2 separate regions of the Mus musculus genome follow, and region 2 is linked to region 1. A link is a contact called in public Hi-C data. All regions are on one chromosome and are shown on one strand. Each heading gives the region's core, a stretch centred on a gene start, on an enhancer-like site or on the middle of the called end of the contact. The rest is flanking DNA. Distances are from core to core; before and after follow the strand shown.

Evidence for each region. A called contact is a pair of places that touch in the nucleus more often than the background predicts.
Region 2: a Hi-C map of the P5424 cell line shows a contact between it and region 1, with 2.4 times the contacts expected there. The contact joins two enhancer-like sites. A contact is called at or near these places in 4 of 484 Hi-C or Micro-C datasets (the G1E-ER4 cell line, the P5424 cell line and embryonic stem cells).

What each region holds. Positions count from the first base shown.
Region 1 is chr2:163,349,231-163,357,118 of GRCm38.p6, forward strand. The region is part of intron 2 of Jph2 (junctophilin 2); the gene reads right to left. It overlaps Gm35750 (a long non-coding RNA gene), which reads left to right and starts at 7,104. Exons shown (of 2, transcript XR_375198.3): 1 at 7,104-7,494. Within about 2 kb of position 1,406, at least 43 of the 459 cell types and tissues checked have an H3K27ac peak or open chromatin away from gene starts, as enhancers often do. A contact at or near this core is called in the P5424 cell line, where this site is marked.
Region 2 is chr2:163,714,163-163,721,444 of GRCm38.p6, forward strand. Pkig (protein kinase inhibitor, gamma) reads left to right here. Exons shown (of 4, transcript NM_001039391.2): 3 at 6,966-7,139. The coding sequence starts at 6,989. Among named protein-coding and RNA genes, the nearest start is that of Gm16316, 26 kb to the left of the region's middle. Within about 2 kb of position 5,324, at least 88 of the 459 cell types and tissues checked have an H3K27ac peak or open chromatin away from gene starts, as enhancers often do. A contact at or near this core is called in the P5424 cell line, where this site is marked.

The sequences.
Region 1 (7,888 bases), core at 156-2,655:
ACATCCATGCTTTGGTCATTCACTTACTACAATTTTGTGGTCTGTCTATTATGAAGCAGGCACGATTCTAGGCCCCCTCAAACACAACTGCCATTAGAACACCTCTGAATCCCTGTTAAAGTTACTGCAGGCTCAGCCAAATACAGTCCATGGTCAAATAAAGCCCCTGACTGGTTTTGTATGAGCCTGGCTAAAAATGGTTATTTTATTAAGTGGTTGGAGGAAAAAAAAAACCAAAGGAGTAATATTTTCTAGCACGTGAAAATGGTCTGGGATTCAAATTTCGGTGTCTGTATAAAGTTTTAGTGGCGTGCAGCCACACTCATTCATTTGTGTACTGTCTGGAGTTAGGCGGTTGCCATAGAGACCGTAGGATGAGCAGAGCCAGAAGTATTTCCCTTCTGGTCCGTTAGAGAAAAGTCTTCAGCCAGCCCTCTGTTCTATGAAGAATGAAATGTTTCTTTTTCTCCTGAGATCACTAGTGCTCATTTGGCTATCTGTTAAGCACTTTGTACTCAGTTTGTGCCATGGACTACTGGACGGGCACGAACATCGTGGGGTACAGTCACCTTCTAGGGATCCAGCCAGCTTGCCCACCAGGTGTCCCTGCCATACACCCTACACAAGAGCAGGAAACAAGTTGTTAAGATAGCCAGCTAGTGGCTGGGAGGAGGGCTTGCTTGGTAAAGTGCTTGGTGAAGCACTGTGCATGTGCAAGGACCTGAGTTTGAATTCCCAGCACCCACATTAAAAACTAGGCTCAGTGGCATATATCTACAATGTCAACCCTGGCGAGGCATAGATGGGTGAATCCACGGGGCTCCCTGGCTGGGTGGGCACCCTAGCCAAATTGGTAACTCCAGGTTCAGTGAGAGACCCTGCCTCTAAATAAATAACTGGAGTGAGTTTTCCCCTTCCACCTTTACACGGGTTCCGGGGACTGAATCCAGGTCTCCAGGCTTACAGTACAAACACCTTCACTTCCTGAGCCAGCTTGCCTGCTTTTCGCCGTCTTAAAGGTACTCTTTGAAGCACAAAAGCTTCAAGTTGTAATGAGGTTGAATTATTGAATGACCCTTTCCTTTTGTTATCTGGTCTTTTGGTGTCCTATCTAAGAATGCTTGCGCCTGGACCAAGTTCATGAAGATTTCCTTCTATGACCTCTTCTATTTGGGTTTGCAGTCTCATTTTCCTATTTAGATTTATGTGAGGATTGCTTCTAACAGGGCAGAAAACTAAGTGGACTCTGTCACCGTCTTCACAAGAGGGAAAACCGAGGAAGAGAGAAGTCAAGTCACTTACCCATTGGATTATTAAAGTGAGAGTTGAGCCTTACATGGCCCCTGCTCTGGAAAGATGAAGAGTCTGGGGGGAGAGATAAGACAAAGTGAAATGTCTCGAGAGTAGAATGAAGGGAAGATTGCTGGGAGGAGAGCGCCCCCTGGGCAGGTTACACGGCCATAGCTGGCATCTTATTATCTGTATTTTATAATGTGTAAACACAGATATAAGTTTATTTTCTAATAAAGATATAGCTTGTAAATATTATATATCATAAAATAATAGTATTGATTTGCTATAGGAAACTTTGGAAAGTAAACAGTTTTACAAAGGAAAAACTGCTGCTCATATTTTAGTGTTTGGAGGTGTTAGGAGCACAGACATAATAATACCAGGTGGCTTAAAATTCCTATGCCTTGATTTTTTTTCCATCTGTAAAATAGTGATATAAACAGCCCTGCAGTCATAGCATAAAGTTCCTGAATTATATAGCCAAGCAATATACAGAAACCACTTGGAATGGGTGGGCCCTGTTATGATAGTTAATCTCAGTTATCAACTTGGTGGGATCTAGACCCATACGGGAGACAAACCTCTGAGCACACTTGTAGGAAAATCTCTTGTTTAGATTCACTGAGGTGAGGAAACCTGCCCACTATAGGTGGCACTATTCCCTAGGCTTGGGGTCCAGATTACAGAAAAGGAGGAGGTGAGCTGTACACAAACATTCAGCATTCTCTGTCTCCTGACTACGGATGTGATATGATCTGTCACTTCAAGTTCCTGCTCCCTCAACTTCCCCTCCATGATGGCCTATACCCTCACACTGTGAGCCAAAATAAGCCCTTTCTCCCTTGAGTAGCATTTGTCAGAATATTTTATCACAGTAGCTGGGAGAGTAACTAAGACACCAGCCCAGAGCAGATCTCGTTTTTGCAATCTTTGAATGTGGACACATTCTATTTAAAGTGGACATCAGAGGTGGCATTGGGCGGTATGGGTTCAAGGTCTAAAAGCAATACCTGCCCCCAGTCCTATGCAGAGCTTCCCCACCATGGAAGCTTGTTCCAAATTCCCCCAGGATGGGGAGGGGGATGCACCTGCAGATGATTGTGTTTTATGTGGTGATGGTCTGCTTGCAGGAGAAGCCTCCTAAGCAGAATCTACTCCAGTGAGGGGGGTGGGGAGGTGAATGGAGATGCAGCCCTTCCAGCCTTAGATGCAAGAGTTGGCTCACCACATTCCAGCCCCTTGTCCTATTCAGGTGGCTGGAAAAGGAGGATATTGTCCCAGATACCCACCTCCTGATCACAGGAACCTGTGAGCATCCCCTTACATGGCAAACAGGCTTGGAGGATGTGAGATGGGGATTTGCAGGGTTAGGAAAGTCCTACATTTAATCGCAGGTACAATAAGAGGCATACTAGGAAGAACTGACATCATCGGAAAGAATTGATGTATGGAGACCAGAGATGTGCCCTAAGGCTACAGGAATGGCCATGGTCAGGGTAAGGACCATTTGAAGCTGGAAAGCGATGGCTGGGCTCTCCTCCCAGAGCACGAAGTAAGAACTAACCCTGCTACCTAACATTCAACGTTAGCCCAGTGGCATTCCCGAAAGACCTTTCAGCTCCAGAAATAAGAGAAAGAACCTTTGGTCGCAAGTTTGCTGCCATTCATTGTAGCAGCAATAGGAAGCTACAACTGCTAAGATCACATTCATCTCCGAGACACCCCAGTTCCCTGGAGAAGAGATGCTGGCGTAGAAGGCTCATGTCAAGCTTGCAGCTAGAAAGAGCTGAGGCTTCTCCAGTTGACAAAGCGTGCGTGGTTCTACCCCAGTCTCACAGTCTTTTGGATAACTGTCAGCCTTCAGTCACAATCCTGAACAGCCAGCAACTGAAAATGGCCTTAAGCCAATCTCTTCCTCTAGGGGCCCTGTGGGGTTCCCTACATTCCTGCAGCCTGTCTGAGGGGCCGCAGAATGTGTGGCTACCAGCAAGATCCCACCCCTGAAGTGGTTGGTCCGTGAGAGCCAGCAGTTATCGGTAAGACTGTGAGGCTGGGGTTGAGCCACACTTTGGCAGCTGAAGAAGCCACAGCAGGGCATCACAGGCCCGCAGGGCCACCAGAGCTGGCTGTGCAGAAGACAGCAGTCTTCAGGGCCACTCAGGAAGCTTCCCTCCCAAAACAGTTCATTCATGGGCTGAGGTATATATTCAGTTTATCCATGGGCTGCATATATACTTACCTAGCATGCACCAAGCCTCAGTTTCCAGCCCAGGTACCAAATGGGGAAAAAGTACACCTCCTTATTTTGTTTTTTCTTAAAGGCAGGGTCTCTCTATGAAGTCCTGTAATTTGTTATGTAGATCAGGCTGACCTTAACCTCAAAGAGATCCTGCTTGCCTCTGCCTCTTAAGTGCTAGGGTTAAAGACATGCGCTACCACCACACCTGGCCCATACTTCCAATTTTTAAATGGCATCTTATAAATGACTGGGAAAGTATCCATTGAAGGGGTAGCATTCAGAAGCCACCATGCTAACGAACCAATGGATGTATTAGTTTAGAAGTCCACTGTCCTGGTGGGTCCATCCCTGTACTGGTTTGCTAACAGGGCTGTGAACACAGACTTAACTGAGCCATCAAAGTTAAGATCGTGGACTTTATGATCATGTCTTGTGGATTTGAATCCCAGACACTGTCCCCCCGACACCCTTCCTAGCTGTGTGATCTGCACAAAGCATTTAACCTCTCTGTGCATTCATTACTCTTCTGAAAAAAAAAATGAGGGTAACGGGCAGATTTCTCAGGTGTCTCCTGAAGGCCACGCTCTGGTCTCATTTCTCCTCTTTGAATGTGTGCTAAGTCTAGTGACTTGCTCTAACAAACAAGATCTGCCCCAAGTGATAGACATAGCTTAGATGTAAGTTTATAAAACAGCATCACTTCTCTCTGGCTTGCAACCTGCACTAACAGGTGGGTAGGCTAGATAGCCAGCCTCCCCCCCCCCACCCCCAAACACACACCCCAACAGGAAAGGGGCAAGCCTGGAATTCCGTTGTGACTCCCACCAAAACAAGAAAAAGGAAGGGGTGGGCCATAGCTCAGAGGTTGAGTGCCTGCCTAGCATATGCAGCAAGCCACACAGAAGAGAATAGGAGAACCCCTCTGCCCGCCTCAGGCTTATGGGCCGACTTATTGTGGTGCTGGCGGGGCTGACCTCCCACTAACGGTAGCTGCTACTTTTTGCTGACAGGGTACTTTGTCTCCCCAAGGGTTGAACTTGCCACCCTGGGGTGTCTGGGACTGCTGGGATCGTCTGCCCCGGAGTTTGCTGACCTAGCTGTGACCATGCTCATCCTGCCCCACCCACCTGGTGAGAGTGAGTAGTCAGGCCATGGCAACCAGCAGACCCAAGTCAGCAGACATCTCCTGCCTAAATAAGGACAAGGCGCCCGGGATCGCTCTCCCTGAGCCCCAGGAATGTGACAGCTGAGCTCTCCCGGAGCAGCCCAGCCCCAGCCTCCAGCCCCTCCCCAGGTGGAGCTCAGCTGTGGCATTCCAACTTTCTCCAGAGCAGCCCCCAGTGGCACCAGCACCCACCTCAGCCCCACCCCAGGGTGAATGGAAACTGATAAAAACTTGGGGAGGAATTCCAGGCAGCTCCCACGTGCTCCTGGGGCCTGGCAGACATGTCCCCAGCTTCCCATCACCTCCACTGAGACCCTGCAGGGAGAGGCTCCAGAGGGATCCCTCTTGCACACAACCAGAAATCACACTTCTGGTTCCAAAGGCTGCCTGAGTGGCAAAACCAATGTAGGCCAGGCCAGGCACCAGGTTCCAGAAGAGATGTTCACCGTCACCGTCTCTCAGCCGAGCAACAGCTATAATGTTGAGTCCTTGTGTGGGGGGATGTTGGAAAGCCTACAGCCACTGTGGGCAGCACACTGTCAGGGGACCTATCCCAGATGTGCCTGCTGAGTGACAGATGACCTGGGTTTCCCCCTTATTTTTTTTATTACATTTATTTATGATTTGATAGGCGTGTGTGCACACGTGTGTGATCATGTGCATTATGCACGCATCCATTCATATGAATGCTCAAGTGTACTTGTCTAGAGGCAAGAGGTCAGCCCTGTTTACCATCCTTCTGCTGCTATCTACCTTTTTTGAGACAGGATCTCTCACTGGCCTGGAGTTTCCCAAAGTAGGCTAGGCTGGCTGGCCAGTGAGCCCCCGGGGATGTCTGTCACCTCTTTTCCCAAATTGGTATTACAGGTACAGTAACCAACCCTGTTGGTGGTGGTCTGGTTTTTTTTGTTTGTTTGATTGTTTTTTATCAGATTTATTGAGTTTTTATTTCATGAGTGCAAGCGTTTTGCCTGTATGTATACGTGTGTGTACCACATGTGTACCTGGTGCACAGAGGTCACAGAGGGCATCAGATCCCCTGGAACTGGAGTTACAGATGGTTATAAACCACCCTGTGTTTTCTGAGAATTGAACCTGGGTCCTCTGGAAGAGCAGTGAGTGCTCTTAACCACTGAGCCACCTCTCCAGCCCGTTGTTTTATTTCTTGACGTGGATCCTGAGGGTCCTCACCTTGAGTGGCAAACACTCTGCTGACTGGTCGTCTCCCCAGTCACAGCTCTACCGATTGCACTGTCTCATCAGCTCCCAGCCTACTTTTTCCAAGCTCTGTGACTTCAGTTAGGCTGCTTTACTTCCTGTGCTTTGGTTTCCCCTTTGTGAAACGGAAGAAACCCCAACATCTGACTACAAACAGCTGTGACTATACCCAGAGCCAACCAGGACTGCCCCAAGCTTAGGGACTATACCACACCAGGAAGCCCACTAAGGTGAGAGATGACCCCATCTCTCTCACAGCTATAACCCCCCATCACTGAATATCATGTCCAGCACACAGTAGGTGCACAGCTGTAGCAACGAACTTTATACCCAACGCATAATAGGTGCAGGTGCATACAAGTTGAGGTTTTGCTCTTGGTGTAATGGATTTGACTCAGGTTTCCCAGGAAGAACAACTAACCCACACAATGAAGGCATTTAAAACCAAAAAAAGTAAGGAATTTGATACAGTAACTCAGAGACTTTGCTGAGCCTTTTAAGAGGTTACAGGTCTGGGCCTGGAGTGGTAAAAAGAAGGAACATGAGGTGTCCTACCAGGAAAAACAGAGAAACAACAGGTCCCATGCCTGGTGACCAACCAACCACGTGAGGAAGGATGTGGAGGCCTGAGATGCTATCAGGAAGCAGTGTGGCGTCGGGTAGAGCTAAGGAACAAGTCAGGTGGGAGCGAGCACTCAGGGGAAGATGGGAGGTGGGAGGGACAGTCGAGGCAAGACCTGAGAGGTGGACTGGAGGGGCCATGCTGGGTACATGGGGGATGATGGCTGAGCACAGAGGTTCAAGGCTAGGCACCAAAGTGAGTCGCTGGTCTACCCAGTCACTTAATCTCTGATTCTACTTCCTACAGAAGGAAGCTGGATTACCCCCGAAACCCAGTAAGACAAAATCTACACGGCTTTGTTCAGTGGCTGGGGCCATAACTCACTCAGTTAAGGTTGCCTCGGAGGCACAAGTCCTGAGCTAAATCCCCAGCACCCATGTAAAAACACCAGGCATGCATGGTAGCCCAAGTTCACCAAGCGACTGGGGCAGGTGAGCAGCTCACCAACCTGTCTCCACCTCTTCCTGGGCTCACAGCTAGACTTTCTCCCAGGGTCCCTTTCAGGCCACGTGACTATCTCTGACCAATAGAATGTAAGATAATCTAATTTCGTGCTTCCCAGCCTAGCCAATAGCATCCTTCCATGGGTATCCTGGGCTCTGTTTTCTCCCTTTACCAGCTAAAGAGAATGTGGCCTTAGAAGCCATATGCTAAAAATAGCAGAGCCACAAGGTAGATGGATTCTAGCCCCTGAATTCTCACGAACATGAGCAAGAAGTAAATAGAAAGAATCCTTTATCTGTACAAGCAAGGGGACGGAAAGGATGAAGTTGGAGTGGCCCTGCCCCTCCCTTCCACTCTTCTTCTAGTGCTCTGGCAGACCTCGGCCATGAGATGAACTGCCCAAAAGACAGGGTGAAAGGACAGCTGCTGTCTTCAGATAAGATTCTGGTGCACACCATTCGTCTGAATAGCCACCTCTTTTCCACAAGAATGCCGAATCGACAACTGTGAGCTGTACGTATACAGGCCTGAAAAGGCTGGGGATGCCTTTTGCTCCTTTGCCTCCGAATGACAGGTTGCTGGTGGACAGGTGCTTATAAATCTAGCTCTTACAGCACTGATGCCACGCCCCTTCCCACTTTGGTCTGTAGAGTAGAAGAGGGCCGGGAGAAATCTTCCAGGCCAGTGTTCCTTTTTACGTGTGTGTGTGTGTGTGTGTGTGTGTGTGTGTGTGTGTGTGTGTGTGTGGTGGCCCTGAGCCTGCAGCTAGGCCCGCAGTCCGTGAGCCCCCGTGGTCCCGCTGTTTCCTCTTGCCCACATGCTGCCAGGTTACAGTTGCTCATGAAGACCTGCACAGCTTTTTACTGAGTGCTGGGAATTCCAACCCAGGCCCTCATGCTTGTGTAGC
Region 2 (7,282 bases), core at 4,074-6,573, 370 kb after region 1:
TGGTTTCTGAGACAGGGTCTTCCTATGTAACTCTATGTGTAGACCAGGCTGGCCATGAACATCTGGGAGTGTTCATGCCTCTTTCAAGGTTTAGGATTATAGTCAGATGTCTCCACGCCTGGCTCTCCACCTTTTCCCTCCTTTCTTTCTTTTCAAAGAAAAGCTTCTTCTCTGACCGTCCCACCTTTTGTTTTGTTTTGTTTTGTTTTGTTTTTTGTTATTTTCAAGAGAGGGTTTCTCTGTGTAGCCCTGGCTGTCCTGGAACTCACTTTGTAGACCAGGCTGGACTCAAACTCAGAAATCCGCCTGCCTCTGCCTCCCAAGTGCTGGGATTAAAGGCGAGCGCCACCACGGCCCGGCGACCTTCCCACCTTTAACTGAACCACATATACCACTGGAGAGAGCCTTTCCTCTCCTTCCATAGCCAGTATTAGAATCTGCCATGGTCGATTAACATACCCATGCAGTGCTTTTTCTTGTGTCAGATTGTAAATCTTGTCTCCAGTGTGCACCTCACATCTGACAAGGTGCCTGGCATCTCTGGCGCCATAGACAATGAAATGTCCAGGCTGGAAGAGACTTAGAGATCAGACTCCATTATTGTTCAGATGGAAAAAAGGAAGCTAGGAGAGGAGGGGGGTTCTGGGAGTCTGAGGACCGTGAGGGTAGGGTCAGACTTTTAGCGCTATTGTGGCACAGGGTCCATCCCTTGTTCCCTCTACCCTAGAGTCTAGAGCAGTTCAGCAGCCTCTGAGCTAGGTCTCACAGGTAAATAGTGCCCATGCTGGCCAGGATGCCAACTGGTGGGATTCCTGTTCACCTAGCAGCGAAAGCACAGGAGGAGGGGTAGGGTTTTGGCTCTCTGCAGCACCATTAAACAGAGAGTAGCCAGGCAGTGGTCACACATGCCTTTAATCCCAGCACTTGGGAGGCAGAGGCAGGTGGATTTCTGAGTTTGAGGCCAGCCTGGTCTACAGAGTGAGTTCCAGGACAGCCAGGGCTACACAGAGAAACCCTGTCTCAAAAAACAAAACGAAAGAGAGAGAGAGAGAGAGAGAGAGAGAGAGAGAGAGAGAGAGAGAGTAAACAAAGGAGCCAAGTGAAATGTCAGAAGGGAAGGTTTACTGATAGCTCAGCCACAGTGGGGCACAGTAATGGTTTATTAATTGGTGCTTCTCATGTCTCATGGAACTTTCCAGCCCTTCTGAGCCCATATGCTCACCTCATCTTCACTTCAGCCCATGAACTTCAGGGTGCTTTGGTTATTCCCAAGTGCAGGGGCAAAGGGTGATGGCCAGTGTGTCCCAGGCGGTAAGAGGGGAGGCTGGCTTGACAGAGGCATTAGATGAGTTGCCCTACAGCACACCTGCAGTCCCTGAACTGGTGATGTCACCAGGGACTGGTGATAGCAGTGAGTTCTGCACTAGGCAATAGGGCCTGTGGAGTCTAGAACCTTGGGTGGTGGTAGTGGTGGTGGTGATGTTACTACTTATGATCAGGTCTTACTATGTCACCCTGGCTGGTCTGGAACTCTGTGTAGGCCAGGCTGGCCTCCGACTCACAGAAATCCACCTACCTCTGCCTCCTGGAATTGAAGGTGACCCTCTAGCAATCTTTGAGCTTTAGTTTTTCCAAGTAACAACAGTCTTTTCTAGATGGACTCTCTCTCTGGAGAGCCTCTCAGTTTAACTCTCCATAACTTTTTGTTAATTGTTGAGCACCTGCTATGGACCAGGCCCTGTCATTTCCTGAGTGCATCCAAACTGCTTCTCTGCTGGAGATGTGCAGTGGGCCAGGGCCGAGCAACACAGACCCCCATGTTGGTGACGGTTTATCAAGAACATTCTTGTGTCAGTTGATATGAGCAGATCAGTGTGCGTGTCGCACTTTATGGGTCTCCTGTGGCCCGGGTTGGCTTTGAATTTACTGTATAGTCAAGAATGCCCTTACACTTTTGATCCTCCTGCCTCCATCTCCTGAGTGCTAGGATTGCAGGCACGCACAGTCACACTCAGCTTTGCTTTACTCTCTCATTGAACGGTTCTGAGTCAGGTGCCGCCACAAGCCTGACTACTTTCCTGAGTGTCCCTCTTGCCAACAGAGGAGGACCTGAGGGGGAGCCAGAGGTAGAGTTAGGCCAGCTTGTGTGGGAAAAGGGCAGGTTTAGGAGACCAGGGTGCTTAGGCCTATGCACCCAAGTGAGTCCTGTGAGAGAGGAAACTAAGGGGAGGCCAGAGCTGAGGGCCATAGAGTTTTCTCTCAGGCAACAATTGAGGTTGCTCCTTGCCCAGGAAGGAAGATGCTGCTGCTGTTCCTAATGGTGTCACCCAGGTGTCTCACCTCTGCACGAGAGAGTCGATGCTGAGCGAGTGGATGGGCAGGCCATGGGACAGAGAGGTGGAGAGTGTGAAGGACAGCGTGGGTGCCGGCCAGCTGAGAGGAACGGGGATGAGCTGAGAAGTCACTCCACTCCCCAGCTTCAATTTCCTCATTTCTCAAGTGGAGGCTAGAGGACTTGTGTGCACAGTGTGCTGTCAGTGATCCAGCCTGGCCACTCAGGAGGAGGACTTAGGCTATTAATAGTTAGTTTTAATTCAGTAAGTATGAAGTACCCACTGCGTGCAGGCACTGGAACAGCCTTGAGGGTACAAAGACAAGAGCAATGGTGTTCACTCTCGGTGAAGGAGACTACAGAAGAATGAAAGTGGTCTTTAAACTCTTGAATCTGTATAATAAGGTCTGTCTTGTGCGGCTGAGCGTGGTCCACTCAAGTCTTGATTTAGCAGCACAAGGTGGCTTGAAATGGGAGGGAAGATAAAAGAGCCTCTGGACTGAGAGCACAGAGCCTTTGATGTGGCCGCTCTGCTTTTAAGGGAAGAAACTCCAGGTCTTTGGGGAGGGTAATTAAATCAGTCTGCAGCTGTGCCTGCCCGCAGAGGATCCTGCAGCTGCTAACGGCAGCTGAAGGCTGGGTGGACTTTGGATATGTTTGTAGTGTTTTGATATAATCGTTGCACAGAGTTTCAGGGTAATTTGGATTTGTTTTTAAGACATATGCTTGGATGAAGAAAAGCAAGATGAAAAAGAAAAAGTTTTGGCCAGTCATGATAGTGCATGCCTATAATCTGAGCATCTGCAAAGCTGAGGCAGGAGGATTGCTGTGAGTTGGAGGCCCACCTAGGGTATATAGTGAGTTCCAGCCCAGCCCTGGTCCACAGTGTGAGACCCTTTCTCAAAAAGAAAAGGAGAGATGCCCAGCAAAATGGTTTAGTGGGGGAAAGGCTCTTGCGTCGCAGGCCTGACAACCTGAGTTCAGACCCTAGAGTGCACAGAAAGGTTCCCCAAAGAGGTCCTCTGATCTCCATAGAAGCATCGTGCTCCACACACATGCCATGGACACACAGTAATAGATGAAGAAATGGACAAACGAGAAATTTCTTTACAAAAGACATAAGAAAGAAGGGAGGGGTTTTGTGTATCACACAGACATTTCTGGAAGGACCCAAGATATAGTGTGCTGAGGGAGAGTGTCTGGAGTAGGTGGAGACACCCAGGCCTTGCATCTTTCCATTTGTACCTTTTGAGTTTTATTTCTCATCCACACATAATTGATAACTTATGGGCTAGAGTGTAGTTGAATGATAGAACAGTTGCCTAGCATGCAGAAGGCCTTGGGTCACATCTCCAGCACTAATAATAATAATAATAATAAAAACAAAGCCATTTCCCAAAAGAAGATTGAAAAGGTAAGTCAGGTATGGTACATATTATCTCAGCAGTTGGGAAATAGAGGCTGGAAGATCAGGAGTTTAAGGCCAGCCTTGTTTATGTTTTGAGTTCAAAGCCAGCTTGGGTTGCATGAGACCCAGTCTCAAAAATGTAGAGTAATATTATATATATATATGTATATATATATACACACTTAAAAATCAATCTTGCTGGCTCTGGTGGCCTGGTGCACACTGGTAGGATTTGTTGGAGGATGTGGAGGCAGGAGGATCCTGAGTTTGAGGAAAGCCAGACTGTAGTAGCTCATACCTTTAATCCCAGCACCTGGGAGGCAGAGGCAGGTGGATCTCTAAGTTTGAGGCCAGCCTGGTCTACAGAGTGAGTTCCAGGACAGCCAGGGCTACACAGAGAAGAAGTTTTGAAAAACAAACAAACAAACAAACAAACAAACAAAAAAGTTACTCATATATGACTATATGATTTTATTTCACTTCCAGCATAAATGAACATTTTCTCATGCTTGTCTGTCTGTCTGTTGGGATGGCATCTTGCTATGTACCTCAGGCTAGCCGGACCCAAGGTCATCCTCCCTTGGCATCAAGTAGCTGTAATTCTAGGCCTAGGCTACCATAGTGTGAAGAATACAGTCATGGAAGACAGTAAATTTGAGTGTTTGTGTGTTGAGCTGGAAACTCCCCAGAGCTGTGTTTGGAGCCATGGTCCCTAAGGATGAATGAAGATGGGTGCTTTCCAGGATTGGGTTTGGGACTTGGCAGTGCCAACAGCATCAGCTTTCTGCCAGGGTGGCTCAAAGGTCAGACATAGCAAGAGCAAGTTTAAAGCCCTAGGGAGTCTGTCCTAGTGAGAGGCCAGCAGGTGGCTTAGCAGGTAATTCATCTTCTGGTGTCAGATCCTGGAGAGAGCAACAACGGTGGAGCACTCCGGCAGTCAGAGCCTTCCCTGCAGTCCCTGGGGTCACTCTGTCATCCCACAGATAGGGAATGGAGGAGAGGATGGGTGGGTGGGCAGGTGGGCGGGTGAAAAGCTGTGTGATCCAGGTGTATTTATAGCGCACTCCTCTGTAGCAGGTGCCGAGCCCAGCATCTTGGAAGGAAGCAGCAGAGTGGGTTTGGCTCAGCTGCCAAGATCAGGCCTCTCAGTCTGGTGCAGTGACAATCCAGACACAAATCTCTTTTCATGGAACTGACGTTCTCGATGGAAAAGAGCTGAGCAAAGAGGCTACAGCAGATGGTGTGGGCTACCCAGGGTTTGACCCACCCCATGGGCAGCTGGTGTCACCTGGGGAAACATCTGAGCCTAGGAAGCACATGGACTGGCCTGAGACCTTTCCAAGTCAAGTTATAAAGTTACACACACACAGTGCTTATCTACGGGGTGGGGCCATTGAGAGTGATGGACGTGAGCAAGTGCCTGGTGACTGTCCTCACCACTCTTTGTGCTGCAGTCTCATCATTGTAGAGTGTCATCACCATTGCAACAGGCTCTGCCGAGGCTTTGAACAGTTTCCCCAGAGGAAGGGGAGGCAGTGTGAGCAGCAGAAGGAACCACCTCCAGGAGTTCGCTCTGGTCTCCCCACACACTAAGAAAGACAGGCAGGGAGCGCCATCTGCTGGGTGCAGAGGGCACTTCCTTACACAGAATTTTGCTTCTGCCTCATTTGGAAACCCAAAGAGGGGCAGGGTCTTTGCTTGAGAGAATTGGCTATGAAATCTAATGTATGGTCTGGTCCCTGGATAATTACCGAGTTCCTTCCTTAGAATCATGGTTCTCTTCACTCTAGACTATTGTCCCCCACAGGGACATTCCTGGTCTCACGCCTTTGTTCCCTCTCCAGCCTCTTCCATGTGCCCTCCCCACCATCCCATTGGAGGGCTCATGGGAGCTTGAAGCCAGCAGGGACTTAATGAACCCTTGAATGGTTGCTTTCCATCCATCTGGCGTCCCAAATGCTTCCCTCTGGGTCCCATTTCAATAGCCACACCTCCTCTTACCACCTGACTTAAGTCAGAAACCAAAACTCCCTGTCAGACAGAAGCTGCCCACATATTTGTTTTCCAGGTTGTGTCTAGGATCCAGCTAGGTGTCTGCTTGGTCCCTGTTGCGTTCTCACCTCTGACCTCCCCAGAAGCCTAACCTAACCCATCCACAGCTGTCTTCATGGTCTTACCTAAACCCCTCCAGGGTGTGTCTTCCCTGCCACTGTCCCTCATGTGTGTCCTTTCTGCTCTGCTCCACCCCATCTTCCTTCCTCAGAGCCTCAGTACCCGCCTGTTCCCTTCCTTAGGGCCTCCTTGTACCCCCATTCCTTCTTCCTGCCTTTTTTTTTCTTTTTATAATTTTTGCCTCTCTTCATTTTATAATTTTACTTGAGACATGGTCTCATTCTTTTATCCCAGAGCTCACTATTCAACTGTGTAGCTCAGACTGGCCTCGAGCTCACAACAGTCCTCCTGCCTGAGTCTCTTCAGTGCTGGAGCTTCAGGTGGAAGCTACCATGCCCAGATTCTTTCCGTACATCCTTGCCTATTGGCTGATGTGCTGCTTTCCATCTTGGGTCCTGGCCATCCCTCTAGCGCCCTTGAAGCCCTGAACACGCAGTCATGAGCTAAGTGACCCAGTGTGCAGTGAACTCTAAGCTCTGTGAGGTGGGAGCGATGCCGGCTTGCTGTGCTCCCATGTGGGGCAAGCTGCTCAGGAGCTGGACTTTGAATCAAGATGGAATGCATGGTCTTACATGTTTTCACATTTATCTTGCTGTATGTGTGTGTGTGTGTTTACACAAGGTACACAGTGCAGGTGTGAAGGTCATAAAAGAATGTGCAGGAGTTCATTCTGTCAGGCACATGGTGTCTGGGGCTTAGTGGCAAGCACCTTTACCCACTGAGCCATCTTCCTGACCCTCTTGCATGTCTTATCTCTCTGTCCTCCCTCCTTTCCGCTCTCCCTCCTCTCCTCCCTCCCCCCCCCCCTTTTTTTTTTGTTTCTTAATTTTAAAAATAAAACAGGGTCTCTCTATGCAGCCTTCGCTGTCCTATAACTGATTAGGTAGACCAGGCTAGCCTAGAGCCACAGAGCTCTGTCTCCCAAGTGCTAAGATTAAAGTCATGTACCACCATGCCTGACTTCATGTTCGTTCTGTAAGACGTGAGTAGAAGTTGTCTAACTGTGGCGTTACAAAGGACGTCAGTGTCTCACTTCTGCTCCTATCCCAACAGGCCTGAGGAGCGATGAGACAGGCATGATGGAAGTCGAGTCCTCCTACTCGGACTTCATCTCCTGCGACCGGACAGGCCGTCGGAATGCAGTCCCTGACATCCAGGGTGACTCGGAGGCCGTGAGTGTGCGGAAGCTCGCTGGAGACATGGGCGAGCTCGCACTTGAGGGAGCAGGTCAGAGCTAGTGCCCCCACATCCTGGTGGGCAGCTGGGGAGGTAGTTTGCCAGCTCTGGTGAGCCTCCAGACCCTACACCTTCCTCAGGGAAGCAGCTGCATCTAAATTGGGGCTGTTTGCGACTGTTGGCAGAGCCCAGCC